Linked DNA regions of Mus musculus: region 1 is linked to region 2. A link is a contact called in public HiChIP or PLAC-seq data. All regions are on one chromosome and are shown on one strand. Each heading gives the region's core, a stretch centred on a gene start, on an enhancer-like site or on the middle of the called end of the contact. The rest is flanking DNA. Distances are from core to core; before and after follow the strand shown.

Region 1 (3,980 bases), core at 860-3,359, 120 kb before region 2:
ACCAATTTCAGCAACTTGCCTTTCAACCCCCATATATTTTGGCACACATACTTGAACAAACACACACAGAAATAAAAGTAATATTAAAAAGATTATTTTTAACAGAATAACTGAGACCCAGAGTTGGGGGCTTTGAGACAACTGGGCCTGCCTTGTCCTATCCCGCACCCCACCGGTTTGCTGTGGGCTGCAGCGAAGCATCAATGACTTCCCCCCAACGCTCTATTCTTCCCTTTCTCTTTGGATCCGCACCACCGATGGCGTTCACAGTGGCCAGTGCTACTACCAGACCGTGGTAACTCCAGTCATCGAACAGATCCTACCTGACTCACCCGGCTCCCACCTGCCCCACACAGTCACCCTCGTGTCTATCCCAGCCTCTGCCCATGGCAAACGAGGCCTGTCTGTCTCCATCGACCCCCCTCACGGCCCACCAGGATGTGGCACGGAGCATTCGCACACTGTCCGAGTCCAAGGGTGAGTGGAATGCCACGCTGCCAGATGGGGCTCTGTTGTAGCGACCTGATTGTATTAGTTAGCTGTCTGCTGTTGTGACAGGGTGCCTGATGCAAACAACCTGTGTGGGGAAGAGATGGCTCTTAGCTCACGGTTCAGAGGGTGCAGACCCAGAGTATCCACATACTAGAAGCAGGGGGAACTGAGGTCACTTCCCCCAGAACCCATTTTTAAAAAGTACAGGGGCTGTCAACATGGCCTGTCAGCTAAAGATGCTTACCACCAAACCTGACAAATTAAGTTCCATTCCCAGGTCCCACACAGTGGAAGGAAAAAACCAACAGTCCTCTGATTTGCACGCATGCGCGCACACACAGACACATATTCACACAGTAAATAAATGAATATAAAACAATTATGTTTTAAGTCAAGCAGTGCCTGTGCCTGTAATCCCGGAGTTCCGGTGTTGTCCGCTATGAGCAGCTGTAATGAAACATTGGGCCACACACACACACACACACACACACACACACACCAACAAAGGAAAAGTCACCAAAGAAGAAGAAGAATAGCAAAGAGTAAGGGGAGCCGTGCAAGTGGGCGGAGAACAGGAGGGATGGGCAAGTGTGGTCGGATGCCTTCTGTAGTGCATGAGGGTGCGCAGCGAAGCCTGGTGTTGAACGTAGTTAGTAGACGCTAATAGTAAGATAAAACTGGAGCTGGAGAGATGGCTCGGCAGTTAAGAGCAACAGGCTACTCTTTCAGAGAACCAGGGTTCCCAGCAACCACGTGGTGGCTCACAACCTTCTAGCTCCAGACACCCTTGTGGCCATCAGGCATGCCTGCATGTGGTATATAGACATACATGCAGGCAAAACACCCATGTAAAATCTTTTGTCAAAGGTAACAACTAAAACCACAGTATATTGCAATTTCCACCTCAGGTCACACACACACCTGGTGGTCTTGGCTTTCAGTTTTCCTCTTGGGGCGGAAGTTGACAGGTTGGAGGGGAACTAGTCTAACCACCGCTTTATCCCCAGAGTGGACCCAGGCTGCATGAGCCCAGATGTGAAGAATTCCATCCACGTTGGAGACCGGATCTTGGAAATCAATGGCACGCCCATCCGGAATGTGCCGCTGGACGAGGTAGGGCCACGGACTCACAGACAGACAGGAGGGGGTGCTAGAAGTAGAAGCCTCAGCCCTGAGCTCTGCCACCACCTCAGAAGACTCACCTGTCCACACCTGTCCCCAGATCGACTTGCTGATCCAGGAGACCAGCCGCCTGCTCCAGCTGACCCTCGAGCACGACCCCCATGACTCACTGGGCCATGGGCCCGTGTCGGATCCCAGCCCCCTGAGCTCCCCGGTGCACACTCCCAGCGGACAGGCAGCCAGCTCTGCCCGGCAGAAACCTGTCTTGTAAGTCAACCTGCTTCTTTTACGTGGGTGTCTTGTCTGCGTGTGTGCCTCTGCGCTGCGTGTGTGCCTGGTGGCCACAGGGTGTCAGATGCTCTGCAGCTGGATGGTTGTGAGCTGCCCTGGGGTTCTCTGCTAGAGAGGCCAGTGCTCTTCACTCCAGGCTCCTCCATTTCATCCCTTCAACTCCGCCAGCATCCGTAGGGATTGTGAGAGCCTGAGGAAGGAGGCAGCAACAGTGCCCCCTGCTGGGATCACAGCGACCTTCCTGGGCAGGCTCACATCTTTTATTTTACATTGCTCTTTACTCTGTGGGGGAGGGGAGCACCAAGATGGGCCCTGAGAACACCCCAGAGTCTATGTACCGGTCAGACTCAGGCTGTCAGGCTTAGTGGCAAGTGCCTTAACCCACTGAGCCATCTTGTAGGCCTTCGCTCTAATTTTACAGTTTACTTAAGAGGCGCAACAGACTGTTTTCTGTACATTTTTCTGTAGGCAGAGGTACCAGTGAGGAGCAGGACAGATAGAGCATGTTTTAAGGCCGGGCTCTGGGTCAGTGGTCAGAGTATTCACCTAGTGTACACCAAGCTCTGGGTTCCATCCCTAGCACCACGTCATCCAAGTGTGACATGACTGACGGCACACACTTGTAACCCAGCACTCCAGAGGGTCCGAAGTTCAAGGTCATCCTTGGCTACCTAGTGAGTTGGAAGCTAGCCTAGGCTACATAAGACCCTATTTATTAAAAATAAACAAACCAAAAAAAAAACCCTATTTACTGTGCCAACTCTGGAATAGTTGTGTTCATATAAATAGAATTGGTACAAATTCCACTCATGTCATTGGCTCGGCAGCAATATGTTGTCATGCCGTTGTTCATTATTATAAATATGAAGCTCGTTTTTCTTTATAAGTTGCTTGTGCATTCTTGCTGTTTTTCCATTCCTTCGTTTTCTGGTCATGTTCCTCACTGGGAATACCAAGAGACGGTGCAGGGTTGATGGCTCCCAGGGTAGAAGTACTTGCCGTGCCAGCAAGAAGGCCTCAGTTCAGAGGTGCCCTGCAAGCACCATGTAAAAGGCCGCATATCTGGAACTCCAGCTCAGGGTTCAGTCAAGAGATCCTGTCTCAAAAGGATGCTGTGAGGCTGGACCAGCAGTTAACAGCTAAGAGCCCGCCGGGTGTAGTGGCTTGCACCTTTAGTCCCAGCACTCAGGGAGCAGAGGCCAATGGATCTCTGAGTTCCAGGCCAGCCTGGTCTACGTAGTGAGACCCTGTCTCAGAGGGGGAAAAAAGAGACTTCAGAATGTGTGTATTCTTGCAAAGGACCAAAGTCTGGTTCCTGGCACCCACTTGAGTGGCTCACCTCTGCCAGTTCCAAGGGATCTAAGGTCCTTTATCTGGCCTCCACAGCCATTGTAGGTACATGCACAAACCCACACATAGATACAAACAGATAAATAAAAATAATAAGTCTGAAAAACAGTAAGGCAGAGAGTGACTAAGGAAAATACCTGACGTCAACACAGGGCCTCCATGTGCTTGCACACAAATACATATACACACTCACATAAGTGCATGCATACAGCACACACAAAAATATACCGTGAGAAACCACAATGCATTACAGCGGTGATTTCTGGCACTCGCTCCCCCACACATACCCAATTATTTGGCTTGTTTGGATAATTTTTAGTTTAGTTTATTTTTGTGTTTTGCTTCATACATAGCCCAGGCTGGCTTTGAACTTGGTTTTTGTGTCTCCATCTCTTAAGCATGGGGAATTGCAAGTATGCTTGACCATACCCAGCTGATTTCTAGTTGTTTTCCTCCTCCTCCTCCTCCTCTTCCTTCTCTTCTTCCTCACCCTCTTCTTCCTCCTCTCCTCCCTCCTCCTCCTCCTCCTCCTCCTCTTCTTCTTCCTCCTCTCTTTTACTACCTTAATAATGAAGGCTCATTTGAAGCTGTAGAGAAGACAGGACACAGGCTAGCATCTTGACTTCCTGTAGGACCTAGTGACAGGCTGATTCAAGGGCATCAGGTGTGCCAGGAGGCTCTGACATGTTCCCATGCCTAGAGGCTTCCTCTGAGCGGTCGTCACC
Region 2 (3,963 bases), core at 517-3,016:
CCTGCTGAGGGCACCAACAGAATGCTCAGGTGGCTCACATGGGGACAAATCCTTGTCCCGGTGACTCATGTAGCCTGGGCCATCCTCCAAATTATCATGTGGCCAAAGCTGGCCTTGAACTTAGGATCTTTCTTCCTCCTACCGGGATTCTGAAAGAGCAGTGTACAGTCTTTTTTTTTTTTTTTAAGATTTATTTATTTGTTTGTTTATTTATTAATTATATGTAAGTACACTGTAGCTGTCTTCAGACGCACCAGAAGAGGGCATCAAATCTCATTACCGGTGGTTGTGAGCCACCATGTGGTTGCTGGGATTTGAACTTCAGACCTTCGGAAGAGCAGTTGGGTGCTCTTACCCACTGAGCCGTCTCACCAGCCCCAGTCTTTTATTTTTTGAGACAGGGTTTCACTGTATACTTTTGGCTGGCATGGAACTTGTTATGCAGACCAGGCTGGCTTCAAGCTACAGAGTGCAGCCCCTAACTTGCTGAAATTAAAGGCATGCACCACCACACCCAGCTGAAATGTATGCCCTTGACCACTGAGCCATCTCTCCAGCCCTCATCCTTTCTTTCTAAGACACACATTGAAGGGTTTACAGACAGAGAACTATGGTTGATGGTTGAAGTGTGAACTTTAACTCTTTTATCTGTGGTATTAATTTTCCTTCTTTTTGAGACTATGTAGCCCTGTCTGGCCTGGAACTCTCTATGTAGACCAGGCTGGGCTTAAACTAATACGGATCAGTCTGTTACAGCGTCTCAAGTGCTGGGATTAAAGGCAGGTGCTACCATGGCCAGCTATTTCATTTTTCTGTTAGTGGATGGAACCTGGGGCTTCAGTAATGCTAAGCAGGGGCTCTACCCCTGAGCCCCGCCCCCAGCCCCTCCCTGGGGTTATCCTAGGTAGGTGCTCTACCTCTAAGCCAGGACCCAACCTAAGAGGTGGATTCGTTCCAGTCTGCCATGATTTAGGTCCTATTTCAACACTGAAACTGTCCATCTAGCTACGTAAAACTTGCTCTTTCTCGAACAACCCACTCTTTACTTTGTATACGGTCCACTTCTGAGGAATTTGGCTCTTCTCACACAGACTCTCTTCACTGCAAGAGTTCCTCTGGGCTGGCCTACTGTTGGCATCAATGCACAACTACCTTTTTGTTCTGATGAACTAAAAAACACCCTGCCTCCTTTAAAGATGGGGAAACTGAGGTCCAGAGGTTAACGTACCACCACGCTGAGTGAGACCTTAAGGATTTTTTTGAGACAGAGTCTCACTGTGTAGCTCCGCTTGTCCTCCCGCTCAGTTTGCCTAGTGTCAGGTGTCAGGTGGTACCCCTGAAGCTCTCTGGTCATTTGCATCATTCCCCTTCCTCGCCTCTTTGAACACAGTCCCTAAGTCAACCCTTGCGAAAAGCCTTCCAGATCCCAGCCCCGCCCCCTTACGTTCCTAAGTGTCTCAGTCTCCTTATATGGAATATTTACATAAGCAATGCAGGGTTGAAACAGAAACTGGAACACACATAAATGCGTAGGGCTGAAGGGCCTGTGAGTGAAATCTATTTCCAAGGCTCAAGTCAGCTGTAGATGGTCTTGATGGGGAAGACCAGGTTCCTAAGACTTCTCTGCCCGCCCGCTCCCCAGTCTTTGCGCGTCACTGTTGCCTGAGAACCCGGAGACCAGGATTGTGGGCACCGCCCCCAACCTCCCCCCCACCCCCCGCGCTCCGGGCCCCGCCTTCCTGCGCCCGCCGCTACGCCGGCCCCTTTTGTTCGCTCTCTGGCCGCTGAGCTCTCCTGGCGCTCGGCTTCTCTCGGCTGGGCTCGGCTCACCTTGGCAGGGCTCCACCGGGCTCCGCTCTGCTCGGTTTCTCTCGCCTCCGCCCCGTTTGGCTCGGATCTTCCCGGCTCGGCCCCGCTCGGCTCGACTCAGCTCGGCTCCGCCTCGGGGCGCGCAGGCAGCGGCCGGGCTTACTGGATCGGCCCCTCCCTCTATCCCCTTCTGGACGTAGATCCTGTGCGAGGCCCGGACTCCGAGCGCGGAGACCCGGTTAGTGTATCGGCGTGAGGAGACCGGCGCAGCATCCTCGTTCCCGGGACGCGCGGACCAAGAGGAGGCGAGGGGTGTCGGGTCCTGGTCGCTGCTGGAGCTCCAAGGTAGGCGCCGCTCTGGGGACGCGCGCGATGGGGGCGCGCGGGCAACAAAGGACGCAGAGTCGCGGGGGGCGGCGGCACCCTATCCTGGAAAGAAAAGGGGGTGCTATCACCAAGCCATTGTCGTCGCGTGGGCAAGGACAGCGGACAGGGTCGCTGCCGCTGGTGGGCGTGGGCGGGGTGAACCCCAACTTCCTTAACCCAGGTCGCTGCTGGGGTTGGGGGCGCCCCTGGATTGCACGTCCAGATGGTGCAAACATCCATAGCTTGGGATTCGGGTGTTTTTGTTGGCGTCCTCTTTCCAAGAGCGGATCCAGGACAAGCTGCAGAGCTCTTGGGGAAGGCTCACACAGGCTCTGTGGGGGCACAGCCTGGTGGGCGCGGCCATCAGCTCTCATCTTCAGACCTGGCATCTGGGATGAGACACGGAGGCCCCCGCCCCGCCACCTGGGGTCGCCTGGTTGGTGCCCTTAGCAAAACTTGATTGGAGAGCCTGGCTTGGCAGAGGATAGGGTAAGGGGGAGGCCCAGGCAGGGTGGCTTTCCGCAGGGTTGCCCCCCCAAGCTGGCGCTGGTAGCTGGTGAGGCAGCAGTTTTTTTCCCTCCCCCCAGGGAGGGGCAGTGGCGACGCAGGATGCAGGGCTGAGCCTCCAGGGCTAGCCCGCGTGGATCCTCAGGAGGGGCCTGTGTGTTTGTCCTGGACTCACTGGGCTTTGCCACGCGTGCCTTCTCCCGATCCTGGCCAAAGCCTGGAAAGGTCGTTGCAGAGGAACACCTTAGGGGTAGAGGAATCACAATCCAGCCTCTGAGATCCCGCTCCTGTCTTCTGGACTACAAATGGGCAGGGGCCTGGACGGTTGTGGAACTAGGAATTGGCTTTAATCTTGAAGGGTGCCCCGACAGAGGACGCTGGGGATGGGGCTGGCCTAGGGCTGTGCTCTGAGGAGCTAGAGAGCACCACGTGGGGCCACCTTCCCTTTGCTGTGAGCCAGAGGCCTCTCCCCATCAGTTGTAAATGTAAACAATGAGTCCTTCATTCATAAGGTCGCTGTCACCTGGATTGGCACCACCAGGGGCTGGCAGGTACACAGAACCAGAGCTACTTTGCCCAGCACAGCACAGCCTAACCTGATGCCGGGCAAGTGGAGAAGCCAGGAGCTCCCAAGAGGCACAGCTGGAGGGTGGGGCAGACCCTAAAGGCAGACCCTGAGACCAGAGCCCTGCCCAAGGCTGCTTTTTACCTAGTTGATGGCTCCCACATGAGCTTCCAGAAAAGAGGCATTCTGGCTTAGATGGGCAGAGAAAGATTTAGGTTACTGGGGCGTGAAGTTCAAGGTAGAGTGTGTTTGCCAGTTCCTTCCTGCATACACTAGGTGCCCACTTAGCGCAGGACCCGTGGGTTTCAGCAGTGCGAGCGGAGGCTCCAGGATGAGGAGGTTGGAAATAGAGGAGCCCCAACAGCAGAAGAACCTTGGAGGAGTACACAGATACATGCTCTTCTAACCTGGGCACTTAGGTGGGAAGGGCCTACGCAGAGCCCCCAAACTCCCAGCAAAAACACACATCCCAAGGAGCAGGAGTTCAGAAGTTGGAGTTTACCATCGTGAGTTCAAATCCTTGCTCTGCTACTTGCATCGCTGTGTAGCTTTGGATCTCTTTTTCCTCATCAGTAAGATGGGAATAGTTAGGGGATTTGCCTTTTAGGGCTTTTGAGAAACTCATGTGCCCTAGGACAGAGTTTTTGTGACTTTACTTATGTGTATATTTGGTGGCATGGGGAATTGAACCTAAGAACTCATAGCTTCTCTGGCTG

The links. HiChIP or PLAC-seq counts read pairs in DNA pulled down with a chosen protein or histone mark.
Region 1: an H3K4me3 HiChIP or PLAC-seq map of embryonic stem cells shows a contact between it and region 2, with 5 times the contacts expected there. The contact joins the enhancer-like site here to the promoter of Clip2 in region 2. A contact is called at or near these places in 2 of 39 promoter capture datasets (both in liver), 3 of 484 Hi-C or Micro-C datasets (embryonic stem cells, natural killer cells and regulatory T cells), 5 of 115 datasets of contacts at active chromatin or transcription factors (embryonic stem cells, extraembryonic endoderm stem cells and pancreatic cancer cells) and 3 of 9 other capture datasets (adipose tissue, liver and pancreatic islet).

Annotation. Positions count from the first base shown.
Region 1 is chr5:134,666,815-134,670,794 of GRCm38.p6, reverse strand. It overlaps Limk1 (LIM-domain containing, protein kinase), which reads left to right. Exons shown (of 16, transcript NM_010717.3): 5 at 271-477; 6 at 1,500-1,605; 7 at 1,715-1,881. Among named protein-coding and RNA genes, the nearest start is that of Gm10369, 7.3 kb to the left of the region's middle. Within about 2 kb of position 2,109, at least 13 of the 459 cell types and tissues checked have an H3K27ac peak or open chromatin away from gene starts, as enhancers often do. A contact at or near this core is called in embryonic stem cells, where this site is marked.
Region 2 is chr5:134,550,237-134,554,199 of GRCm38.p6, reverse strand. It overlaps Clip2 (CAP-GLY domain containing linker protein 2), which reads left to right and starts at 1,766. Exons shown (of 17, transcript NM_009990.3): 1 at 1,766-2,154.